Regions from separate parts of the Bicyclus anynana genome. Here regions 1 and 2 are each linked to region 3. Evidence: chromatin contacts called from public Hi-C data. All regions are on one chromosome and are shown on one strand. The core of a region is the stretch at or near the end of the contact, and the rest is flanking DNA. Distances in the headings are between cores, read along the strand shown. Region 1 overlaps LOC112051626 (homeobox protein cut). Region 2 has its middle 140 kb from the start of Trnam-cau. Region 3 holds the start of LOC112051626 (homeobox protein cut).

Evidence for each region. Hi-C and Micro-C count contacts between places; a contact is called where the count stands out from the background.
Region 1: a Hi-C map of whole body shows a contact between it and region 3, with 4 times the contacts expected there. The contact joins the enhancer-like site here to the promoter of LOC112051626 in region 3. A contact is called at or near these places in 2 of 2 Hi-C or Micro-C datasets (whole body and whole larva).
Region 2: a Hi-C map of whole body shows a contact between it and region 3, with 2.4 times the contacts expected there. The contact joins the enhancer-like site here to the promoter of LOC112051626 in region 3. A contact is called at or near these places in 2 of 2 Hi-C or Micro-C datasets (whole body and whole larva).

The regions. Positions count from the first base shown.
Region 1 is chr8:5,911,144-5,914,945 of ilBicAnyn1.1, forward strand. The region is part of intron 8 of LOC112051626 (homeobox protein cut); the gene reads right to left. Among protein-coding and RNA genes, the nearest start is that of LOC112051623, 19 kb to the left of the region's middle. Within about 2 kb of position 1,863, at least 1 of the 8 cell types and tissues checked has open chromatin away from gene starts, as enhancers often do.
Region 2 is chr8:6,287,026-6,291,016 of ilBicAnyn1.1, forward strand. No RefSeq gene overlaps it. Among protein-coding and RNA genes, the nearest start is that of Trnam-cau, 140 kb to the right of the region's middle. Within about 2 kb of position 1,901, at least 8 of the 8 cell types and tissues checked have open chromatin away from gene starts, as enhancers often do.
Region 3 is chr8:6,082,227-6,086,283 of ilBicAnyn1.1, forward strand. LOC112051626 (homeobox protein cut) reads right to left here and starts at 2,174. Exons shown (of 12, transcript XM_052882800.1): 1 at 1,710-2,174.

The DNA.
Region 1 (3,802 bases), core at 613-3,112, 170 kb before region 3:
ACTGACAAGTTAAACAGCCCATCTTCTGCGACAGATCTGTGAAATATACGCTTCTCAAGATAGGCGTGTCATTAATTTATCGCTAACGTGTCACATTTATTTGTTTGTACTTCTGATTCCCATGATGTTTAAAGATTACAGTAGAGCAGGTAACCCGTTTCAATTAAAATTTTTCGATGTGTCAAATTTGATTGTTGTGTGTTGCCATTAAATCACCGGTTCCATTATTTTGGGTAAAAGGCGCTTGCCAAGTGTATGTGGTAACAATAACTCTTATTGCGCAAACTACAAATAAATCAACCTTTTTGAAGTGATTTATCCCACAATAATAATAGCTGTTTTGTTCACACCGAATTTCGGGATTCGTTTTAAATGATCGCTTTTGTGGAATCGAAACATCGCGTGGGCGGGGATGTGTTTACGATAGTGCGGTTACCGCTTATAAAATAATTGCCGGTCGACGCACGACGAGTAATGTGCCCTTAATATGTTGAAGAGCTTTATTGGAAATCGCATTTAATGTTGAACACACATCTAAAACAGTCATAAACAAATGTAAAAATACATGTGGCACATTTACTTCACGGAGTTGGTCGTACCTATATAAACTGTAAATGTACCAAGGTACCAACTTACAGTGATAATACTCGTATGTACCTATTGTTAATTTTTTTGTTAAAGAAGGTTTCGATATTATATGAGGACGTTTACTGTACGTTAAATTCCATTAACTTAGGTAACAAACTCTTAAATAAAATTCGCGAGGCCGATTACCTGTAAGATTTTTTATAATTATTGCACAAAATGCATTGGCTAGACATACCTACATAAATGACATCTTAAAAAGGCCAGAACCCAAAGTCGGAAAGTTTAAAAAAAAGTCTCATTAGTCTATTGGTAAATACGATTGTTTCGCTTACATTGCACCTACTGTGCCTATGACACATATAGGTTCATTCATATCTGATGCCAAAAGTCCGTATCATTGCGTCCTCAGCACAATTAGTGGGGCTAAAATAAGATTGCACTAAATTATCACAATCAAGCCATCTCGACTAGCGCGCAATATATTCGTTAAACGCATCTATTTATAAGCCGTCGTCCTTTTATCCAGATAGCTTCTGGGTTGTCATGATGACACATGATTCACCGCAAAATGGTGTTAATTTCACCAGTTTTATAAAGTGAATTAATTACGTTAATTATTCATTATGTATTGAACAAGTAGTAATAGCGTAAATCTTGATTGTTGGTTAAGAGACTAACTAATATCCTAAACTATCCCAGATACGTAATAAAATTTGATGTTTACTTTCTTTAGTCCTTTTGAACCTGATGATATTGATAAGAAGTAAAGTTTAAAAAACCTGTAAATGATCTATAGGTACATCTACGCACTCGTATCTATTGATAAAATTCGCAGTCGAAACTGTGCAGTCAAATAAAAATTTACTCGACCAATGCATTAAATTTTCTTGAAAACTTATGTAGGTACAGTCTACAGGACTGAATTTGATGAATTGCATGATGTGATGAAGTGAATGATGATTTAAATGATGCTTTGTCTTGATAGGACAACAAAGGAAGTAAACTATCTAATAAGTTTAACAAATACCTGATAGAAGTTAGGTGAGAGCGGAGCAAACGACACTCGACCGAATGTTGTCTCGCTTGCAAACATTTACGCGTAACAATTAGGTAGTTTGCTGCTATTATCCCGGACAGTCGGTTAGGTATAACATCATAAAGTGTATACCGAGACATGGTATTATAATCATAAATATGCCCGTAAAGAGGTCTGATTGCTTCGTCGGAAGCCATCAAAGCGGCCGCGGGCCGGCGAGCATTCTTGGCGAAATAATTTCTTGACCCTACGCACTCGCCGCCACTCGACAACAGATGGCGTTGCGCGTACATTGTTCATCGCATACCCGGGCTTTTTATTTTAGACTTTTTGCGTTATTTCAGCATAAACGCTCTTTAAGCGGCTATTTAGTTTTTCAAAGGCGCTTTCTAAGTGGTTGCCGTGCCGGGGGAGTTTTTGCGAGACATGTCTTTTGTTATAAGTAGGTAGGTGGCTACCCTGCCAGTAGTAATTGCGCCGTAAATTAAATGTCTGCCTCACTCATCGTAATGTTATGATTGGCTCCTTTACAAGACACGAATATTTTATGACTTTAATAGTATAGAACAAACCACAAATCTAGAATTTAAAATGCTTTTAATGTCTCCTCTGATCGATAGATGGCGTAGATATTCAAATAGTATCTTGAGCTTTCAAATATAATCCAACATTAGGTACTTAAACTTATTAAAAAACGGACGGTCCTATAAAATTAGTTTAAGACTAAGTAATTATTTAATATGTAGGTACTGACAAAATCACACAAGTTAATGGAATAATTATGTTGCTAACTTATTTTGACTTTAACTCGCAGTTGATCGAGTAATAATTATGGGATTATCCATGGGTGAGAGTTTATTTGTTGTTTGGAAGTTTGTGATTTACGATATATTGTTCAGCACTGCCGGTCTACGATGTGTCGAAGAGTTACTGTTTGAGTTTTGATTTAGTTTAAATGTTTTTTTTTAAAAGGATTAAATGAAAGCTTCATCATCATCCTATTATTACCACGTGGGTTGGTGAGGATAGGAAAAAAAATATTCGACTCTTTATAGATCACTATTAAAAAATAGCTGTTTTTTTTTCAAAAAATTTAAAATTTCTCAGCTCTAACCTCAATATTTCTTAGGCCGACCCGGGAATTGTACCCAGGACCACTTTATCCGAAGCTGCAAAGGCTAACCATTGAACCATATAGTTAGCATGTAGAGTTCAATAAAATCTAATTTAATTTTAGCTGGATAATATGCATAAAATAAATCATAATTACTCGTATGTGCACTTTATTAAGTTATTGACTTACGAATTATAAAGTTAGTAAAAAATAAAAAAAAACATCAAGTTACAAATTACAAATTGCTCCATACATCCTTATTTGAATTAAGATTTGAAAAACTGTTTTTTTAAAGACAAACAAATATTTATGTATTTAGTTAATTACGTTAGTTTTCATACTTCTCCAAAACGGCTGAACCGATTTTAATGAAATTTTATATGTAAATTCAGTAGGTCTGAGAATAGGTTTTTATGTATTTTTCATACTCCTTGATGAGGCTTGTAAACCCAAAAATTTATAAGGCAAAACAACGTTTGCCAGGATAGCTAGTTAATATAAACTTTTTACTAAAGTAGTAAAATGGTGTCCATTGTTCGGTCAATGGCGGGATTATCGGGACCGGTTCAGAAACTGTAGCTGTCAGAAGCGTTTAAAGCAAAGTTGGCAACTTGCAAATGTATCGCGAAGGGAACACACTCGTCCGCATCGAGCTTAATGCCTTTCAGTTAGACTCGTCTCGAACTTTGAACTGGAAATTTGAAATACGAACATTTTTATTTTTAATTTGAATCGTGGGCACGGACCAGAGATAATATTTTTTTTATGGGTAAGGTTTAATTTATTGTTTTTTTAAAGAATATTTCCCACATCTTTATTATTTTTTTAATATGACTAATATTTCCATTCACCTCCAACTAGTCAGAAAAAGACTGTGTTGCTGGAGTGGGTATTGAGGTTTTTATTGGGCGTTTCGAAAGTGTTTGTAAACTAAGCCATTGAAATAAATGAATTTTGACTTTTTGATTGCATTATCACTTACATGGCGAGATTGTAGTCAAGAGCTAACTTGTGAAGAATAAAAAAATCTATTGCAATCTAAAGCACTTGATATTCGAACGAAG
Region 2 (3,991 bases), core at 651-3,150, 200 kb after region 3:
CAAACAAAAAAAGGCGCTATTTTTCTTGAATAATGTTGGAAAATACTGATGCAGTCTAATCCAAAACTTCATTTGCATCCAACTTTGCTAAAAGAGTTTTACCGGTAGGTATAATCTATACTAAAGAGTTAGTTTGTTTGTATTGTTTGTTTGTTTGTTGGATTCAACGCGCTAATCTCAGGAAATGCTGGTCCGATTAGAAAAAATCTTTCAGTGTTAGATAGCCCATTTATCGAGGAAGGCTATAGGGCTATCACACTAATAGGATATATATTATCCACGTATTCCTACGGGAATGGTAACCATGCGGGTGAAACCACACGGTGTCAGCTAGTATTCAAATGTTTATTTTTGTAAAGTCTAATGGCTATATTTAAAGTTGTGAACTTAAAGTTGTGAGAGTTTTATACGTATCCAATCTAAGACCTTCATCATTATCAGCTGATGGACGTCCACAGCTGGACATAGGCCTCTTGCATGGACTTCCAAACAAAACGGTCTCGAGCCGCCAGCATCCAGCGGCTCCCTGCAACCCACTTGATGTTTTCGGTCCACCTAGTGGAGGGTCGACCAACACTGCGCTTTCGCCATTCCAGCACTTTGGACCCCAACGTCTATTATCATATTTTTATTTAAGCCTACTACAAGTACTAATGAACTTGTTAACCACTACGATTATGTTAATGAACTGCCGCGGATCAAGGCTAATATAATGAACGCTTAAGATTACACGCAACGATAGCATACATACAGAAGCCCAAAGAACAATTTTATTATTATAGCAAACGAAATTCGCATAAAACTTAACATTTTTGCAAAAGCCTTAAGCCGTCATGACATTTTAAAACTAGTTGTCCTTCCAGGAACATATGGACATGATATAGAGAGCCTTCAATCGATCAAGCGTGAAATTGTCCGTCTCTTTCCGCGGAGCGATATTGAGTGACCAATATATTGGGGAGAGGGAGATGGGTAGTTAGAGGACAGACCACGCCCCCATCGATCTGATAATGAAAACAACTTGCTCCGCTCAAGCGCATGATTTTTATCTCATCGTGAGTTTGACTTCGCGATTACACCGCGTGCTGAGGCCTTTTGTATTTAAAATTATCTTTATTTAAGGTGACCTCCCATAGGCCTTTATAACGCGAACATAACCTTAACTCAGAAAGCGCTATTTACAAGCACAGTTTACTTTCTTTCTTCTACTAAAAGTACCTCTTCGATAATTACATCTACACTGCATACTTCGTTATTAAAGGAGATCGATAAATTTTCATTAATTATGAATCAGATTTTCAGTCACAGACACAGATATTATGAATAATGTCTTCAATATTATAAATATTGTATTGGCTCTTTTCAGTAGAAACTGAAAAGAACTGAATAATGCCTTCAGAACTGGCGGTAGAATCTCTATAATAGTCAAAACTTGACGCTTAAAACTAAGCCTATGAAAAACTCTATTTAAAATAACATTAACGTCTCTGTCATATTCTTGTCATGTATATAACGTATTGATGTATTATTCGAATCACTAGCACAAATAATCAAATAGTTTACCAGAATATTGTAAATAATATGACTTTCTTGATGACTCTTTTCAGTAGATACTGCCTTCAGAACTGGCGGTAGAATCTCTACAATAGTCAAACTTGACGCTTAAAACCAAGCCTATGACAAACTCTATTTAAAATAACATAAACGTCTCTGTCCTATTCTTGTCATGTCTATAACATATTGATTTATTATTCGAATCACTAGCACAAATAATCAAATAGTTTACCAGATATAACATGAACTTAGAAAATATATTACTTCACAGCAAAAGTGTATCAAAGAGCTCGGCGCGGCTCTGTTCGCACTTCAACGCACCATGGGAAATCACCTTAACTTTGAACGTGGGAGCTACGGATATTCAAAAATGTTTTATTGCATTGAGTCACGACTGTACGTGATCCCTCATGGGGTTAGAGTCGTTGACACGGTAATGACGGATCTTGATTGCTCTTGTCTACGATCGGCATTTTCACGAACTAACTTACCTATAGATATAATAACACTAGCGGACGCCCACGACTACGTCCGATTAGACCTCTTTAATCCGGCTCTATCGCAAAATCCGTTCTCAGTGGATACCTACTAACTATAAACTACCTTCCTGCCAAATTTCAGCTTTGTACAACAAGAAGGTTTTCGAGATTTCGTGACGAAACCTTTCGCATGTATATGTTAAAGATTAAAGAAGAAATAAAAATAATTTATTTAACAATTTATTTCGAGGCAAAAATTAATAGAAACATTAATTTTTGTATTGTAGAATTTTCTGAGTTTATAAGGAAATGTATTCCTATACAGCTAAAGAGTAGATCTAGGGAAACATAATGTACTCGTATATCTCAATACTATAACATTTCTCTTCACTCATTATCACTGAACCATTTCTAGCTGTAGGTATCCAATTATTTGATATTCGAATAACTCATCTTTCTGATTATATGTAGTTCAGTCTAGTAAACTTTCTTAACTAATGTAAAAAAATGTCTAATCATTAGTCTTGGGAGACCGTGCTGTCTCTTGCTCAGTAACTTTCTTTCCAAGAATAAAATTGAAGCCAATATTTCCTCTAAGTACCTACCTAAGTGTTTAGAGACAACAAGCCTTATTACTTACCTTATTATTACTATCACTTCCTTATTATTACTTCCAGTACATAGATATACATTTGATATAAAGCTTTTATAGTACAGAAGCACAATTACAATAAAAAAATAAAAAGTAAAACTTCTTTATAATACGTCATCAACCCATATTCGGCTCACTGCTGAGCTCGAGTCTCCTCTCAGAACGAGAGGGGTAAGGTCATTAGTCCACCACGCTGGCCCAATGCGGATTGGCAGACTTCACACACGCAGAGAATTAAGATAATTCTCTGTTATCAGGTTTCCTCACGATGTTTTCCTTCACCGATTGAGACACGTGATATTTAATTTCTTTAAAATACACACAACTGAAAAGTTGGAGGTGCATGCCCCAGACCGGATTCGAACCCACACCCTCCGGAATGGGAGGCAGAGGTCACACTCCACTGGGCTATCACGGCCTCTATAATAATAGCCCTTTTATCTTCTTTATAATAATAGCCTTAAAATATCGCACATTTTAATTTTCGTTTCGATTTAATTTTTTGTTTTTTTACTGTAAATATTTAAAATTTGAGAGCAAATATCATAGATCAGCATCGGCACATATATCTCAAAACATTACGAGATAAAGAACGATCTTCGACCCAAATAATAATCGTGTCTGCACTTTTTTCAGAAGCCCCGTTTCATCTAAAGCAATTAGGCGCGCGCCATTGACAAAGATTAGTTTCGAGCGTTTTGATTTTACAGGGAAATATGGCGGGAATATGCTGGTAGTAATTTTTATCGCCAGCTCGCATCCCATCTGAAGTTGGAGATTAATGATCCGCCGCGTCTAGTCATACGGTTCCGCCGAATGCCGTAAAAACTGCGCGCAATTCTGTTTTTATGCCGATGTGGGAATGTAGATGGAGGTGGCATTTTGGTGATATTGTTGTGGTATTAGGTGAAAGGTCTTTATAGGCTGATAGATTAATCGAAGAGACTTCGACTGTAGATTGTAAGGTTGGCAGTTATATCCTGGGCACGCATTTATAACTTGAAGCCTGAAATCTGTGAAAACTTGATGGATTAAGACGAAGATTCATTTTTATTTGGCAGGTTAGAACTAGTCTGAGTTTGTAAAAACTTGTCTTTTCAAAGGTAGGGTATATTATGGTCACAAATAACTTCAAGGTGAAAAAAATCCGCTATAACTGGATGGATTTTGACTTAATTTTTCTAACTTTTGTCTAACTTTGAGGCCTGTGATTTCAAAGATAGTCTGATGGGTTACACACTCATTATTTATTTGAAAGGTTAGGAGTTATCTATGTCCCGGGCACGCATCAATGTACGTTATAATC
Region 3 (4,057 bases), core at 924-3,423:
AAACTCTCTTTACAATCTTCAAATTTATCCAAAATCTTATAAGAATTAAAATAGACGTCCGATTTGTTCTATGCAAAGGACAAAAATGCCATTGTAAACGTAAAAATAAACCCCGTATGAAGTGAAGGGGAGTTTAGGGTAAAGCACCCAGTAATTGACACTCATCAATCACGTACAACAAAACGAATCGGTTCGTATCGGCACGCCGACGCACCGGCTACGCTTGCACCAATTAACTCTCATTCAATGAGCCATTTGATCTACTGAATGATAGTTTTGCACCGCATTTGGAACCGTCATGATCAATAATCTGACTTTTTATGCTTTATTAGGTAATATGTTAAACACATTTATTTTTTCAAACCATCCATACAATCCATTTATTAAAAAATAGCCGATCCAGTACATTTGGTACCATACAAAAAAGTTTTACACAAAATTATTAAAATATAATTTTGTATTTTTTGTTATTAACAGCAAACTCGGTAAAGAAGTACCTAGGTACCTACCAATTATTTCAATTGATAAAGGCGTTTTTGGATTTTTAGTCAGACGGAACAATTTTATATGAGAAAAAATATAAAGTAATTTTTTTTCTTTTATCTAAGATAATTATCAGCTGTTGGTTATCACAATATGCGTTAATAATTTCTTGGTTAGAGATATGAAGAAACAAGGAAAAGATACAAGAAAGAAGACTGAATAATAACATAAAGAAATAAAATGCATCTAGGTAGGTACCTACTTTTAACATATTACAAAAATTCAAGAAAGAATGTTGTGATAATAGCTATGTATTAATTTTCTTTCCCATTGTATTTTTTTAAATAAACTTCCAACATGGGCATCTACAGGAGGAAAAGGTAGAAATTAAATTCAAAGTTCGTTCACTTTCTAATAGGTGGATACTTTCTACTAGGTATCTCAAAATAATGGAGCAAATTTTTTTCAAATTCCATAATTTTTTTATTTTAAAAGACACACCAAGCCTTTTTATTTTGAAAGACATACCTAGCTTAGCACTACCTCCCCATTTTATGATTGCATTATTAAAATCATAAAACGAAGTTTTTTATCAAGCGAGATGTCATTTTTTTTTCAATATTTTCCAATAAATTAATTTTCTTTAACATTTTACCTAGTCTTGCACCAACCTACTAACAGCACTTAATACAAAATTCAAGGTTCGTTTACTTTAGGAAAATATAATTTCATATTTTATGACAGCATGAATACAATCGTGACACGAATTAAGTTTGTTATTAAGCAAGGTGACTTATTTTTCCAATAAGAAATTACAAATTTACTTTACTGTTTCATAAAATGTTAGCCAAAAAATTTGATAGGTAGGTGTCAAAGAAAATCTTATATTCCTTTTAAAAATAATACTGAAACGGCTTACCTACTGCTGAGATTTAAAATAAATTTTAAAGTTTTGACTTTTCCTATTGGAATTAGTGTATCGATAAATTTAATTTTCTTAAAAAATTCAATTATACCTATCTACATTTAGGTAATACGTTTTTAATATTTGTTGACATTATAACTTTTGTGGGTATGTGTATCCTGATGACGTCTTTCTAAGAAATTTCAAAGTCGATTTAATAAAAAAAAATATTTAAAGGGGATTTTGTCACTGGAGAATCACAAAGGTAACAAATGACTAAGTAAATAAAATGACACCTGCACGAATAAAAAAAATCACTTACTGTTATTGAACGTTCAGTTGTCACATGAGATGATATTGTCTCAGTGATGTCCACATATCACTGTACAAGTCAATTATCACATCAACATATAATCGTTTCGAGATATGGTTTCCAAAATTCACTCACAAAGTCATCAACAAAAATATTGTAGAGCGTACAGCTACGCCCAAAATAATCTTACGAGTCCGTGCGAAAACAAAACAATAACATAACACAGAGCGCACAATAATAAATTCAAGTTCACTGTGGCGCGATAAAAAAAAAATAATAAACAAAAAATAGTACACAAGTGTCGAAAGTTCACTTTTCACAATCGATAATCGGATGAACGGTTTCGATCCGATTAGTTATTACGTAAGGTGATCCTTTGAGCGGGAGCGGAACGACGTGGTCGCGGGCGCGCGTCGTTGCCGCGACAGACGACTGCAGTGCGATCCTTCGGACGAGGCCCCACCAGTACTACGCGCATCTGAGGCTCACTCCTTGGCGCGGCCCCGCCCAGTGGGACGCGACTCGGCAGCTAAGATGACCGTCTCCCTCCTTGTCGCGCACTACCGGCGCAGCGCTCCCCGTCCCGCTCCCGCGCGGCGACAGTGGGGCGCGCCAATAGGATCGGTTCGGATCGAGTCGAGACGATGAATCGAGATGTGTACTTAGGTATCGCTGCACAAGTCCTTTTGTTGTAGTCGATAATAGGATGCGCTTTTTTTTTGCGGCGTAATCGACTGCCCGGCGCTCGGACTTCAAGCTTCAGCGGTGACAAGCATTTGTTTACATTACCCACTTACTAACATCCACGCTTCATTTATCTAACAAGATATCGATTATCTATTGACGACTTATGCATTTATGCAATAAAATATTTACAAAAAAAAAAATTAAATACATTTTTTGTCTAGCTAGATGAACAAGATCAATAAATTTTATTATATCGATTTTTTTGAACAGGTAATTAATTATTGATAAAAAAAATCTCAAAAAAAAATTGAAATGCAATATCAGGATCACCTTGAATATCGAAAGTGCAGAACAATTGCAAAGGGCAAGACGCGTAGGGTCGTCTGAGCGGCTGGGGTGGCTGAACTCCGTAGGGCGCTATGTAGGTCAGTTTTTGTTTCCCGCCACCCGAAATTCGGTTACTGGGGTTTCGTGCGATCGGGAATTCCATTTCTCAATTGGGTCTACTATTGGTGCATTTACCTTACTTTTAATTATAAGGTCACGTGACAATTGGGCTCTTACTTAGGCACGTATATATTTTTAAATGTTTTAAATTTGTATTTATTTTCAAAATTAGGTATGTACGTATCTTAAGTCTGAATAGTTAGGTACATAATATACAAATTAAAATATATAGTAGGTATTAGCCACAAAATGCATTTTTAATTATAAACTAAGTACAATAACTCTTCTGTAAATGCAAATATTAATTTTAATTAAAAGATAAAATTAATTATTAAGGATAGATTTTTAAATACAGCACGAAGGAAAACACATTCATTCAATTAAGAATAATAAACATTAAGATTTTGTTGTTAGGTAGATTAAGTTGCTTAAATTAATGAATGATAACCTAAGGTTAGGTAGACTATTATAATGTTAATAAAATAAATATTTTTCCATCAAATTATATTAAATTCATTTAATTTTATATCAACAATGTTTTCTGTTTTGTACAGTACGTTTGCGACAGTCACCGTAAAGTAAAGCGAACGCCTCTCGCCGCTAGATGGCGTTACACGTAGCTTTCCTCGTTTTCCACGCATTTTCCGACGCAAAATGCTTTTTCTCTCAGTTTTATTTGCTTCAAGTAGGTACACCTAGTAGAGTAACAAGATATATAAAATAAAAATACAATTTAGAAGATATCCATAATAATCGGAAAATTTTCATTCGTTTGTGAAAATGTCGTTAACAAGGTAAGATTTTCTGTAAGATTTGTCTATTATTTTATGGTTGGTCTCACTTTTATTGTCTACTGCTGGACATAAATTGATGGGATATTTGCTTGTACCTACAGTTTTTTTTGAATATTTTTTGCATTTTACCCTTTTGCCTTTTGAGATCTAAATGGGTAGGTATAGTCTGGTAACGAATTAAACGATTTACTTATTTATTTTTTATTTATTTATACTTTATTGCACAACACAAAAACAATAACAAAGAAAACAAAAGAAAACATAGAAAACAAGTATGTGCAAAGGCGGTCTTATTGCTTATAGCAATATCTACCAGACAACCTTTGGATAAAGGATTTAATGTAATTAAATGCGGGATAGTGCAACAAAAAAAAAAAAAAGAAAAATTATATAATAATAAAAATAGTACATTTATATATAATACATGTA